Linked DNA regions of Oryctolagus cuniculus: region 2 is linked to region 1. The links are chromatin contacts, called in public Micro-C maps. All regions are on one chromosome and are shown on one strand. The core of a region is the stretch at or near the end of the contact, and the rest is flanking DNA. Distances in the headings are between cores, read along the strand shown. Region 1 holds the start of SFR1 (SWI5 dependent homologous recombination repair protein 1). Region 2 overlaps STN1 (STN1 subunit of CST complex).

Evidence for each region. A called contact is a pair of places that touch in the nucleus more often than the background predicts.
Region 2: a Micro-C map of ear pinna shows a contact between it and region 1, with 11 times the contacts expected there. The contact joins the enhancer-like site here to the promoter of SFR1 in region 1. A contact is called at or near these places in 3 of 6 Hi-C or Micro-C datasets (ear pinna, psoas muscle and an unstated tissue).

What each region holds. Positions count from the first base shown.
Region 1 is chr15:25,895,326-25,902,352 of mOryCun1.1, reverse strand. It overlaps SFR1 (SWI5 dependent homologous recombination repair protein 1), which reads left to right and starts at 3,789. Exons shown (of 4, transcript XM_008270482.4): 1 at 3,789-4,337; 2 at 5,501-5,622; 3 at 6,161-6,571. The coding sequence starts at 5,527.
Region 2 is chr15:26,178,119-26,185,145 of mOryCun1.1, reverse strand. STN1 (STN1 subunit of CST complex) reads right to left here. Exons shown (of 10, transcript XM_008270474.4): 9 at 3,867-3,939. Among named protein-coding and RNA genes, the nearest start is that of SH3PXD2A, 35 kb to the left of the region's middle. Within about 2 kb of position 3,770, at least 1 of the 8 cell types and tissues checked has an H3K27ac peak or open chromatin away from gene starts, as enhancers often do. A contact at or near this core is called in ear pinna, where this site is marked.

The DNA of each region.
Region 1 (7,027 bases), core at 2,540-5,039:
AGCATCTGAGAAGGATGTGGCCGTGAGCAGTACTTTTCTTTCCATTACCTTTTCCCAAACTAACTCCTATGCCACCACCCACCTCCACACACCCTATCTCTTCTCTCACCGTTATTAATCTAACCTGAATCACTCCATTCTTCTCCAAGGGAACACACCCAGCTAGAGCAGTGAATCACAGACACTTTTGCTTCTCTAGTCTTTAATGGATTTGACAAACTTCCAGATCTGGTAGAATAAAAGGACAGGAACTTCAGGCGAAGGGAGGGAGCTCTTTGGGTTCTTGTCCAGTGGATATTAGTTTTTATATAAATTTTCAATTTCCTGGAGAAGGAAAGGTTTTATTGCACTAATGATACTGGCCTTCCCCAAACCTCCATGTCCTAAGTAACCATCGTACTCAGACAATCTCTCAGGCATATGAATCGGCTAAGTCAAAGACTCTCATTTTGGGGTTGAAAATTAAATTCTCTTCTGCTTAACTTGGCTCAACAATATTAATCAGTTAACCCACAAAGGTTACCCTTTGGTAACAAAGTCTTCATCAGTTGTGAAGCAATTACACATTTTGGAGTTCTATATGAGATGGTTAGGTTACAAAGAAAGGAACAGAAATAGTTTGTCAACTGTTCTCAAAGGGAAATTTATGAAATAACAAAACATTGAACACCTCTTTATAATATATAGGTCTATAAGACATGACTTGAATTCATGGCAAGAGAAAGAGTTTTTTAAGACAATCTGTTTATATACAATGTCATAGAAATATTGAATGTTTAAAAAATTTAGATTTTCTTCTGAGTGTCAAAAATTTGTATTAAATTCAGTTGGTGGCCAGCGCCGCGGCTCACTAGGCTAATCCTCCGCCTTGTGGCGGTGGCACACCGGGTTCTAGTCCCGGTCGGGGTGCCGGATTCTGTCCCTGTTGCCCCTCTTCCAGGCCAGCTCTCTGCTGTGGCCCGGGAGTGCAGTGGAGGATGGCCCAAGTGCTTGGGCCCTGCACCCCATGGGAGACCAGGAGAAGTACCTGGCTCCTGCCATTGGATCGGCGTGGTGCGCCGGGGGGGGGGGGGGGGGGGGGGGTTGCAGCGCGCCAGCCGCGGTGGCCATTGGAGGGTGAACCAACGGCAAAAGGAAGACCTTTCTCTCTGTCTCTCTCTCTCACTGTCCACTCTGCCTGTCAAAAAATAAATAAATAAAAAATAAAAAAGAGAGAAATACATTTATAAAAAAAATTCAGTTGGTTTGTTTTAATGAAAATTATAAATCAACTTAATCGTGGAGATTTACACAGATTTACACATGGAGATTCCTCACCCAAGTGGATTTTAATCCTAGTTTTAGGAGTTTATATTTATACATTTGTTTAAAAAATACCTGCGGATACTAGCTATATGAGCCAAAATTTTCATCAATACAGAAAAATCTATGGACTGGAATTTAGATCATTCTGAGATGCAGATTAAAAAATCATCCTAAATCAAGAATTCAAAAAAAATTAATCTACCAAAACAGTAATTTTACTTGTGGCTTAAAAGTGTGTGTGTGTGTATGTGACGTGTGTGTTGAAAAATGGGGGTGAGGGAGGCTATTCACTAACCTTTTTCTTGCCATTGAAAAAGAATAATTAAAAAAAAACCCTCATAAGGATTTTTAAGTCTACATCATCATCCCACCAACAGTCATCACAGACAAGAAGGGAAGCAGTATTTACCACTCCCCGATGAGTAACATGTGGCCAACAGTAACCCTGGGTATTGAATAAATTTAAAAAGATACCCATAAAGTCTGACTGAGGTTGATATGAAGTACTACTATCATTGAATTCTATTGCTCAAATTAGTTTTTCTGGGAGAGTAAGGAATCTTTGCTTTTGGGCTCACTGTGGTAGTACTGAAAATTATGAGGAGAAACATACAACATCCTGTGTCAGAAACACCAAACTCTTTCAAGGTTTATAGATGCCAGGTCCCTAAATACAAGGAAGTGTGTGTTAGGCTTTATCTAAAGGTACAATGAAAAGTACCAGCGCTGTAGATTAGTGGGTAAAGCTGCTCTCTGCAGTGCCAGCATCCCATATGGGTACTGGTTTGAGACCTGGCTGCTCCTCTTCTGATCCAGCTCTCTGCTATGGCCTGGGAAAGCAGTGGAAGATGGCCCAAGTCCTTGGGCCCCTGCAACTGTGTGGGAGACCCAGAGGAAGCTCCTGGCTCCTGGCTTTGGGTTGGCCCAGCTCAGGCTATTGCAGCCATTTGGGGAGTGAACCAGCAGATGGAAGACCTCTCTTGGCCTCTGCCTTTCTGTAACTCTGCCTTTCAAAATACATAAATAATAAATATTTTTTAAAAAAGTATAGGAGCTATATTGTAGATTTCTTACACCAAACTGAAAGCAGAAGGTGAGTTTCTAATTTGATATGTGATCAGAGTAAGTAAAATACAAACATATTTATGAGGATTGAGGGTATATCCTAACAACTCATCAAATTCAGAGATGTAGGTCAACAAAGGCACATTTCTGAAACACAAGTTCTTTTGAGTATTTGTTCTGAAATTCTTCTAAAATCTGGCCCAATAGCCCCATTTTGATGTACCAGTTCACATAACAAAGCAAGTCAGAACATCTGCAAGGCAAGCTGTTGTTTTGCTTTATGCAGCCAGCAAAAACACAGCCCTCGGTTAGGTTGTAATGATAAAAGCAGCTGGTTTTAGGGACTCATAAAAACAACTCACCCTTATGCCTCGAGGAATAGAGAACATGCAGAGTCTGCATTGTGCTGCCAGTGTCAGGACAAATCATTCTGTTCTGTTTTGCAGTGAGACTAATTGGTGCCAGTGGATAAGTGAAGGGAGAAATAATTGCACAGACTTGAGACCTGTAGCTTGGGGGGATGAATAACTGTATCACAACAGCATGAGTTCTTGCTTTCACTTTGTACATTTATATAATTTTTAAAGATTTTTATTTATTTGAAAGAGTTAGAGAGAGAAGGAGAAGCAGAGAGAGAGAGAGGGCGAGAGCGAGTTCTTCCATCTGCTGGTTCACTCCCCAATTGCCAATTGGCTGCAATGGTCAGAGCTGCACCGGTCGGAAGCCAGGAGCCAGGAGCTCCTTCCAGGTCTCCCAAGTGGTGCAGGGGCCCAAGGACTTGGGCCATCTTCCACTGCTTTTCCAGGCCACAGCAGACAGCTGGATCTGCAGTGGAGTGTCCGGGACTCGAACCAGTGCCCATATGGGATGCCGGCATTGCAGACAGCGGCTTTACCCATACGCCACAGTACCAGCCCCTATTTATATAATTTTTGAAAAATTTAGAGGTATAACATACTATAAATTATATGTGCAAGTTTTCTACTTATGGTTTAAATCGTGTGGGATCTTACAGATCACGGCATCTTTATTTTTTAAATCTCTGTTTTGGGGGGCAGAGTTAAGTAAAGGGATGAAAGTTCACGTAACGCAGTCCTTTAAATCAGTTTGGGGATGGTTAATTAATGCATTTGCACGTATGAAAGAACAGTGAGCGCTTCTTAGTTACCTGGCACTGCTGTGGCTGCCTCTCCTGAGCTCCCATTTAATCCTCCAGTCTCTAGGAGGCAGGAATTGTCCCGATTTTCAGATCAGGAAACCGAGGCACACGGACACCACAGTAGAAAGCACACAGAATACAGCGCCGGGATGTGGAGTTCGACAATGTGACTTGGGCGGTTACGTCCGCTAATCACTGCATTAGATTGTCTTTGGGCTCTTTATTTATACTTGGCTTGCTTAGGATTCAAATTTCCTTTTGGCTATTTCCGGGCCATTTTTATCACGTCGTTGAGACGGTGTCACCGTTTACAACGGCCCTTCCGTAAGAGGACTGAGCGCACCGCCCGGACACTTCCCGGATTCCACGTGAGTCAGAAGTCGCTCAGCGCCGCGCCGGCTCGGCTGCCCCACCCGGAGCGGCGGGCGCCGTTGCCTAGCAACAGCCGCGCCACACCGGAAGCCGAGGGGGTTTTCGGCCTGCGCTCGGCCGCGGCCACTTCTGTCTGAAGCGTCGGAGTTCTGGATAGGGCATTGCGCTTCCTGTACTGCGCCACAAGTGGCGCTGGCCTTCCTCTCCCTTCATATTTGAATTTAAAAAAACTTGGAAAACCGAGTTTGTGGCAGCAGAGGGCTAGGGATCCGCTCGGCCGACTGTGTCGGCACCCCTGGGTCGATTTCTCTCAAGCCTGTTCCCCAAGGGCTGGAACCCAACGCTGCTCTTCCGTGGTCTTGAGAGTTGTGACTTGAGTTCCTAGCCAGCCGGGCGGCGTTCGGCCCCGCCACGTCTGAAAACAGTCTTTGCTGAGGTGAGCGCAGACCAGACGGGCTGGAGCCTGGAGAACGGAAGCTGGGGACACAAGCGAGCGCACTTCACAGACGCACAGAAACAAGGAAGCGGGAAGGGCCGCCGCGGACGCCAGCGCGCCCCCTCAGGATCCATGAGTTACTCCCGAAGCTCTCAGCCCGACTCCGGAGCCAGACCGGACGCCGGGCGGGGCGAGGCAGCGCGTTCCCGTCAACCTTGCCAATCACGCGACTCGGCCCCGCCCCGCCACATGACCTTCCCTGGCGGAAGCTCGCGGTCGCGCGCTCTAGGGGTCTCCGGACACGCGGATTCGCGCGCATCAATCTAGCCAATCAGGAGTCTCTTCCGCTCCCGTGCGGCCCCGCCCCTTGGAGCTGCATCGGCTGACGGCCGCGGCTCCGCGCGGTGTTTGAATGCTGTGGGGTTGGCGGAGGGCGGTAGCGTGCTTCGGCCCAGGGGGGTGTCTGAGTGCTGGGCTTCGGGGGCTTGCTGAAAAGCCAGGTAGAGGTTCCTTTCCGCAGTCGGGGGCCCTCGACCCTCCCTCAGGCCTGGGGTGTCTGGAGGGCCGGCGGGCTCCCTGCATGGGGGAAAGGGGAGTGGCCGCCTCTCTGGTTCTACCCCACCGAGTTGGAAGGGACAGCTTCAGTCGACTTCCCTCTTCAGTGTCTGTTCGCTTTTACTCTGAAAGTGCAGACAGGCGTGATTTTTTTTTTTCTTTATATTTTCTTGTTTCTTAACGCCTGGTTCTAGTCAAGCGGCTTTTAGGGTTCGGGATGATTGACAAGTTCAGGTCCGATTATGCCTTTTGAGCCCACTTAGGCCATGTCTCTTAATTATGAAGCTGTCACAACGAAAGAATCACTATCTAAAGTTGTTATTCTCCCTTGCCCCCGTAATGGAGACTTGGAAGATACTTCATGGCTAACAAGTCTCGTTTCTATGAGATACTAGTAGGTTAATTTGTCATGAAAAAACTAGTTGTCCTTGTGTGGGAAGGTAAGTGAAAAACTCCAAAAATAGCGAGAATTAACTAACAAATTAGAAGAAAAAACAAAAAACAAAAAACTGCTGGCCCAATAAAGAAATACTTGGATAAAAATGGAGGACTTTAGAAAGGTATGGTTATTTTGAGTCCCATTTCATAATTACTTTTTCTGGTTCTAGAGGTAACCCAAGATTTCATTTTCAAGATGGAAAGCCCATCAGACTCAGCGGTGATTGCACCTAGCACCCCACAGGCCTGTGCGAATCCGCCATCTTCCCTTGCAAGGAGCTCAGGAAAACAAGTACGGAGATCTTATTCAGTCTTAAGTATCGGCGGGGTTTAACTCCAAAGATTGTTCATTAACGTGCAGATATTTTGTTAAATAGTCATTTAGTTTCTTCTAAGATACAGTGTGTGACCAGCCCCTTCCAGATTTGCATACTGAGCCAATTCATTTAGTTTCGGATTAGATTATTGCAACACTCCAAAGTGAGGAAGTCTGGATCTGCGGTATTATCACGGTGAAGGACTTTGGTGGCAGTGGGTCTTTCCTCAGTCTGCTATCCTATAGCATCTGGTGTAGCAGGAGGTATGGGCTAGATGCTGAGAGAAGTTTGATTATTGGGATGACTTTAGAAGGGTGTTGACCTGGCTGAGGTAGAGAGGAAAATTAATGGAACTTCTGGAAATTAAAGACATTTTGTGATGGTTACTTTAGATATGTGGAGACAGAAAGCCCCCTAGTGGTGTCTACTATAGAAATGTAAGGCTTTTATTTCTAGCACATTTCTTTACATGAAGACTTGGTTAACATTTTTAATATTTTGTTCTCCTTTCAGCCTATGAGTGCAACACTTAGAGAAAGATTAAGGAAAACAAGATTTTCATTTAATTCCTGTTACAGTGTGGTAAAACGTCTTAAAGTTGACAATGAAGAAAATGATCAGAACTTGTCAGAGAAGCCACCCTCTGCCACAGAAGAAAACTGTTTGGAATTTCAAGAAAGTTTTAAACGCATAGACAGTGAACTTGAAGAAAGTACGCATTTGAAAAATACATTCCAGAACGTCAGTGCATGTGAAGCTACCTCACTTGATACAGGGTCATGCAGTGTTCTCCAAAATGACTTCATGAAGGAGAATCTTCCTATACAAGGACTGAAGGAAGAAAGAGCAAAATTGGTGAAGCAGGTTCAGGAAAAAGAGGACCTTCTTCGGAGGCTAAAATTAGTCAAAATGTATAGATCGAAGGTAAGAGGAATTTTTAACAATTTTTTTTAAGATTTATTTTATTTATTTGAAAGAGTTACAGAGAGGTAGAGACAGAGAGAGAAAGGTCTGCCATTGCTGGTTCACTCCCCAGATGTCCGCAACGGCCAGAGCTGCGCCAATCCGAAACCAGGAGCCAGGAGCTTCCTTGGGGTCTCCCACGTGGGTGCAGGGGTCCAAGGACCCGGGCCATCCTCTACCACTACCCCAGGCCACAGCAGGGAGCTGGATCAGAAGAGGAGTAGCCGGGACTAGAACCGGCGCCCATAAGGGATGCTGGCACTTCAGGCCAGGGCTTTAACCCTTGTGCCACAGCACCTGCCCCCAATTTTTTGTTTTTACATACATTTCAGGAAAGTAATTTCAGAAGTAGAAATCCATCTTCAGGGGCCAGTGTTGTGGCACAGCGTGTTGAGCCACTGCTTTCAATGCTTGCAT
Region 2 (7,027 bases), core at 2,521-5,020, 280 kb before region 1:
CTCTCTGCTGCGGCCAGGGAGTGCAGTGGAGGATGGCCCAAGTGCTTGGGCCCTGCACCCCATGGGAGACCAGGAAAAGCACCTGGATCCTGCCATCGGATCAGCGCGGTGCGCTGGCCGCAGCGCGCCGGCTGTGGCAGCCATTGGAGGGTGAACCAATGGCAAAGGAAGACCTTTCTCACTGTCCACTCTGCCTGTCAAAAAAAAAAAAAAGAAAGAAAGAAAGAAATGACAGATGTCTGAGGTGACATACTAATTACCCTGATGTGAGCCTTCCACATTGCACACACATATTGAAATGCCACACCACACCCCATACTACATGCAATTACCATGTGTCAACTAAACATTTTTTAAAGGCTAGGAAATCACTTTACGGTCCTCTTAAAAATACCGTAATAGGTTAAAAAAATTACTCCAAATTACTCCAATGTGAGTAGTGTTATATGGTATTCAGTTTCCCCAAAATGCAGTTGTACTCCATACTCCCCACGGCATACAATAAATCTGAGCTGGATACAAATGGGCTGTTTTAAAAGTTGGGTTTTTTGTTTGTTTGCTTGCTTGCTTTTAAATTTATTTGAGAGACAGGGAGACAAAAGAGCTTCCATCCAATGGCTCACTCTCTAAATGCCCTGGCTGGTCTGAAGCTGGGAGCTAGGAATTCAATTCGGGTCTCCCATGTGGGTGGCAGGAACTGAACTGCTTAACTCCTACAGTCCATATTAGCAGGAACTGAAGTCAGGAGTTAGAGGTGGGTACCAAACCCAGGTACTCTGTTAAAGGATTCAGGTATCTTAACAGGCATCTTAACCATTAGGCCAAACACCCGCCTTTCTGAGAAGCCAATCGTATAAAGTAATCATCTAGTAAAATCCTGCCATTTTAGAACTCATCAAATGCCAGTTTCCTTTGTTTTAAAATGACAGGAGAAAGCCCCTAGGCTTAGAAAATACAACCTAAACTTCTTATAATAAATCCAGGCAAAGGGTATATGACTGTTTACTATACTAGCCTTTCAATTTTTCTATGGGTTGGAACATTTTCAGAACAACAAGTTGCGGGTAAAAACACATCTTTGGGGGCCGGCATTGTGGCGTAGTTGGTTAAACCACTGCCTCTGATGCCAGCATCCCATATGGGCACCAATTCCAGTCCTGGCTGCTCTGCTTCTGATCCAGCTCCCTGCTAATATGCCTGGGAACACAGCAAAGGATGGCCCAAGTGCTTGGGTTCCTGCCACCCATGTGGGAGACCTGGGTGGAGCTCCAGGTTCCTGGTTTTGGCCTGGCTCAGCCTTTGCAATTATGGACTTTGGGGAATGAACCAGCAGATGAAATACTGCCCCCCCTGGCCCGTGTATGCGTGTGTGTGTGTGTGTGTGTGTGTGTGTGAAACTGCTTTTCAAATAAGTAAATAAAATTTTTTAACAAAGACTTCTTCAATGTGGAAGCCTTTTTGGAAATTTTTGTTATAACCGTACTTAAAGCCAAAATCCAGACTGTTTTAACTTCAGCTCAACAATTATAGAGCAAAATGCACACACAGATTCTATCTGCAACTGCTTCCTTCCAGATCAATATCAAAACAAGCAGAGGGAGAAGGAGACTTCCGGGCCTTTGGGCTAGGGAGTCAAGGCCAATAGCTGGGCCTTTAGGAAACACAACTTCATCTTATTTAACCCTTTCCAGCCCTTCTCATTTGTCTCATTCATCTCATAGCTTTATAAACACCAATCCACTGACTTCTCCTCATAACCCATCAAGCAGGCACTGCTGTTATCCCCATTTTGCGTACAAAGAGCCTGAGACACAGACTTGCCCAAGGTCACACAGCCACAGAGTGGCAGAGCTGGGATTCAGATAAGAGCGCAGCTCCCCAAGACCGGCCTGAGCCTGATCTGTGCTTCACCTTCCAACCGCAGCTTTAGCCCTGCTGAGAAGTCGGACACTGACTGCAGATGTCAAGTCCACTGACCCAGCATCTTGAGAAGGAAAAGCTCAATGCTTCTTTGCGTGAAAGGTTAGAAACGGACTAAAGGCCCAGCAGGGACGGTTCAGGAAATGGTGAACTGGAATACTGTGTGGCCCTCAGCAAGACGGAGCTAATTTTCTGGGTTCTGGAGCCAGTGCTCTAGAAGCTGTGGTCAGCTCTGAAGTACCAGCTGAGGGACAACGTGTACTGCACACCAGTGTTTACTTCCTATACAAATTACGTTTTAAGTGCATATGGCATTTCCAGAAGGATATGGAAGAAACTAGCAACCACCACTGCCTTTAGGAAGGGAAACGGCCTGCGGCTCAGCGCTGGGAGCCTGCCTTTTCCGTGTGCATTTCTGCACTGGGGCTTTTTAAGGGACGTGTACACTGCTATTCAGCATGATTTGTTACTGCCATAGGGTGCAGCATTATGGAGAGTGGTTACAGCATGTTCCTTTTATCAGCACCCACAGGACTTGGGCTTTACAACTCAGCTCCAGCAGCTGCCGAGTGCCGGGTGACGGGCTGGCAGCTCTCAGGATCCTGCGTACAGACTGCGCCGCAGGGCCAGGCCCGCCTGCTCTGCACCGTCACTGCCAACAGTGGCTGGTCGGGTGGACACTACACCTGCCACCTTAACAGCTCTGGGCCAGGTTCTCCTAAGAGATGAGTTCCTTTCACTTCCACCCCAGGCCCTGGGCTTTCATCCGTTTTGTCCTAGAGTGGATCAAAGTAAGCATCTGGCAGGGCTGGGGAGGGGAGCATCTCCCATTCCTTGTGGGCCAAAGAGTACCACCGCCGCACCGCTCTCCGAAGCTCCTGTGTGTCTGGGTAGCTGGGATTTCCCTTCAATTTGCTTTTATTTTTCTGAGTGAAAGGAACAACAGTAATTCACTGCATTAACTTACAGCATGCCCTGAGTTTGTTTTAAGGCATCTTGTCACACGATCTGGGATCTGATTTCATCAGGTTACAAACACCAGGGCTGGAGACCTGGCCCAGCCCCACCCACTGACAGCCTGGGGCAGGACCATGCCCAAGGGATGGATGGGCTGAAAGGACCGGAAGGCGGAGTAGGAGCTGGGGTCATTAACAAACCTTTCCACTTCCTTTCTCCCATCAGTTGTGGACTGTGTCAACACTCATTGTTAGTGTATGTTTGCAAAAGGTGGACTTTGAAAAGTCACCTTTAGGGCTGGCAGATTTAAAGATAGGAGTGATGTTCTCTGCTCCTAACCAGTGTTTGTGTTGTGAGAGTGGCTGCAGTTTGTGTGTCTAACCACTAGGGGCTGACCTAACTTCACTAAACCAACTATTTTCAAACAGCTTTTGTAAATTCGCAGTTTCCAAGATGACTGAATTAGACCTTTCACAAACTGTGCGTCTAGGACTACTTCTAACACCAGGCTACTCCTAACATTTCTTGATGCCAGAACAGGGAAATGTCACATTTGTGGACACAGACACAGACAAGCATGGAACACAAAATCACACAACTCAGAGAAGACATGAGAAGGAGAAAGGCATGAGCCGGTCCAGTGCAGTGGCTTTCCTCATAGTAGCAAGATCACCAAAGGAGGCTGCCTTCCAGCCCCCACCTCGATCCCTACAGAATCAGAATCCCCAGGGGAGAAACCTGGGCACTAAGTGTTTAAAAGAGCTCTGAGGCTGACCCTCATGCGCAGCCCAAGATCAGAACTGTGCTAGTCTAACGTTCACCCCAGAGAGGAGACAACCAAAGCTGAGAGAGGGCACAGGCCTTGACCACCACCTTGCCACAGCACTAAGGGGACAAGCCCCAGGCCTCTAGACTCTTCCTCCCCTGCCCCTGGGAGTGTGCATTCCCTTCCAGTGCACCAAGGGCCCTCTCTGCATGGCGCCACTTACAGTGTGGTTTCTGGCAGTCTTCCTGGATGATCTGGTGGATCTTTCTATGCAGGTCCTTGTCTTCTCTGGTTACCTAAGTAGGAAAAATAGTGCAGAGAAGAGTTCTGAGATAACACCACAGTTGTGGCTTCCAGACTCCCACATCGGCATTTAGAGTAGTTTCTAAAGGTTTTATAACAATTATCTTCCTGACGTGAACCATGTGGCTTTCCATAGTTGGCCTATTGTCAAACCAGTTCTGTCCTGCGCAGCTCACAGCTCTGTGGCTGGCCCAGAGCTGGCTCACTAGGGCCAAGACAGAAAGAACACCTGGAATTCTGCACTTGGAAGGAGCTTCTTTCCTTTTAAACACTCATGACACACCCTTACAAGTGCTCTGGCTTGCTTTTATGTTTTTAAAGAAGACATAGTGATCCAAACCTCCAGTCTATTATTCCAAGTTCCCTTTTCTTGGCCCTGTCTCACAGAGTTAAACTTTTGATTTATTTCAGAATCTCTCTCACACACACACATGCACACAGAGCATGCAAGTGGTTGTGCATTCTCATCCACTGGTTTGCTGCTCAAATCCCTGAAGCAGCCAGGGCTGGGAGTCATGAGTCCAATCCAGGTCTCCCAAGTGGACGGCAGAAACCCAACTACTTGATGGGCCGGCGCCGTGGCTCAATAGGCTAATCCTCCACCTTGCGGCGCCGGCACACCGGGTTCTAGTCCCGGTTGCCCCTCTTCCAGGCCAGCTCTCTGCTATGGCCAGGGAGTGCAGTGGAGGATGGCCCAGGTGCTTGGGCCCTGCACCCCATGGGAGACCAGGAAAAGCACCTGGATCCTGGCTCCTGCCATCGGATCAGTGCGGTGCGCCGGCTGCAGCGGCGGCCATTGGAGGGTGAACCAACGGCAAAGGAAGACCTTTCTCCCTCTGTCTCTCTCTCTCACTGTCCACTCTGCCTGTCAAAAATTAAAAAAAAAAAAAAAAAAAAAAAAAGAAACCCAACTACTTGAGCCATCGCTGTTGCCTCCCAGGGTGCACATGAGCAATGAAGCTAGAATCAGGAGCTGGAGCTGGGACTCAAATCCAGGTACTCTGATATGGAACACACACCTTAACTGCTCAGTGCCCATCCCTGTCTAATATTTCGTTTTCTTCCTTCTACCCATATGGGAAAACAAACAAACAACAACAAAAAACTGTCAGGAAAAGCTAGCAAGGGAGTGAATCCAGCTTATCCACCACCATACTCTGCCCTCAAAGGCAGGTGTAACCATGTTTCCTTCTCAAGAAGTTCAGAAAAGAGGGAAGCAGCAATCCTTTGGGCTTCACCCTCAAATTCAAGTCAATCTAATAACAACAACAAAAAAAGGAATAGACCAGAGGGTAACAGGAATAGGGGTGAGTGAGTGAGAGAGAGAAAGAGAAAGGGAGGAACAAAACATGAAAACCAGCTTCAAGCCAAGCGTTATGATTCTACTTCAGAGCCCAGAAGGCCTGCCTCCTGACTTACACAGCAGGGACAGTGGCAACACTGCCTTCTCTCAACTCACAAGCTTAGGGTGAAGATTCAACAAGCAGTGTGGGAGAGCCTCTGAGAGCTGGCAAGCCCTGTGGAAGCACAAGTATTTACACAGCACGACAGGCCCTTCCCGGAGGCAGGCACTGGTGGCAGGAGTGAAGCCAGAGAGGGCAGGAGATCTAGGCCTGCCTCATCACCCCATTCCAACTCACGGTGATTCATAGGAGGAAGTGCCCAGCCCTGCCACACCTCGCCCTGGCTGCTGCCTGTGGCCCTGCAGAAAGGCGTGTCCCAGGGGGCTCACACAAGCGTGAGGCAGCGAACCCCAACCTCTCCTCCTCCCGGGACAGGGTGCGCCACACTCACCTTCTTCCAGAAGTCATTGAGACACAGCTCAACTCTAAAAACCTCTCAAACGAGGACTCTCTAGGGTCAACCAGTACCAGAAAATGCGTGTTAGGGAAAGCTGCCCCGGGGGCCTTGCTTGGCTTCCCCTGTCTCTAAGAGGATCACAGGGAACAAAAGCCACACAAGCCACATGTGGGCGACTAGCTCAGTGGTCCTGAGCAGGCCCATCTTTTTTTTTTTTTTTTTTTTTTTTTTTTTTTTTTTTTTTTACAGGCAGAGTGGACAGTGAGAGAGACAGAGAGAAAGGTCTTCCTTTTGCCGTTGGTTCACCCTCCAATGGCCGCCGCGGCCGGCGCACCGCGCTGATCTGAAGGCAGGAGCCAGGTGCTTTTCCTGGTCTCCCATGGGGTGCAGGGCCCAAGCACTTGGGCCATCCTCTACTGCACTCCCAGGCCACAGCAGAGAGCTGGCCTGGAAGAGGGGCAACCGGGACAGAATCCAGTGCCCCGACTGGGACTAGAACCTGGTGTGCCGGTGCCGCAAGGCGGAGGATTAGCCTATTGAGCTGTGGCGCTGGCCCAGGCCCATCTTCAGCGTGGCTCCTTCAATATTAAAGGTGTGTGCACAGAACGAGGCCAGTAAGCACTGGGTGCAGTGTCACCTGCATGGCCTGAGGATGTTCAGACGGTGCTCACTGAAAGCTTAAACACACAGGCCCTGTGCTCCTGCGCCTCTTCCTCGAACAGTCCATGGTACACCAACACTGATGCACACTCACAGAGAGCACGTGCAGGTGTGGCCACCTTGGTGATAGCAGAGGCTAGAAGCGTCTTAAGTGTCCATCACAAAGGAATGGCTAATACATTGATGGCAAGTCCCCCACAGGATGGAGGAAGGCATTCAGAAGAGTGAGGGAGCCTGGGAGTAGAAAACTACCTGGGGTGAGCTCTCCTGGAACCAAAAGAAGGAGCTCATGTTATTTCCAGCAGTGGTTCTTAACTGCCTCAGGGACACGTGGCAATGTCTCAGCTACTGCTCTACGTCCTCCACTGCACAGGTCAGGCCCCACAACCATCAGTCCTGGGACCCAAAGAGTGCCGAGCCTTGATGTAGACGACGATTACATGTCTTGCCACAGGCACACATGTGCACCTGTGTGCATTTGTGAAGCACAGATGAGTGTCAGTAAAAGGCACCCCAGGGGAAAATAAAAACCAGCCTTCACTTCTGAGTTTACGCACCTCCCTTAAAAATGATTTTGAGGCCGGCGCCGCAGCTCACTAGGCTAATCCTCCGCCTTGCGGC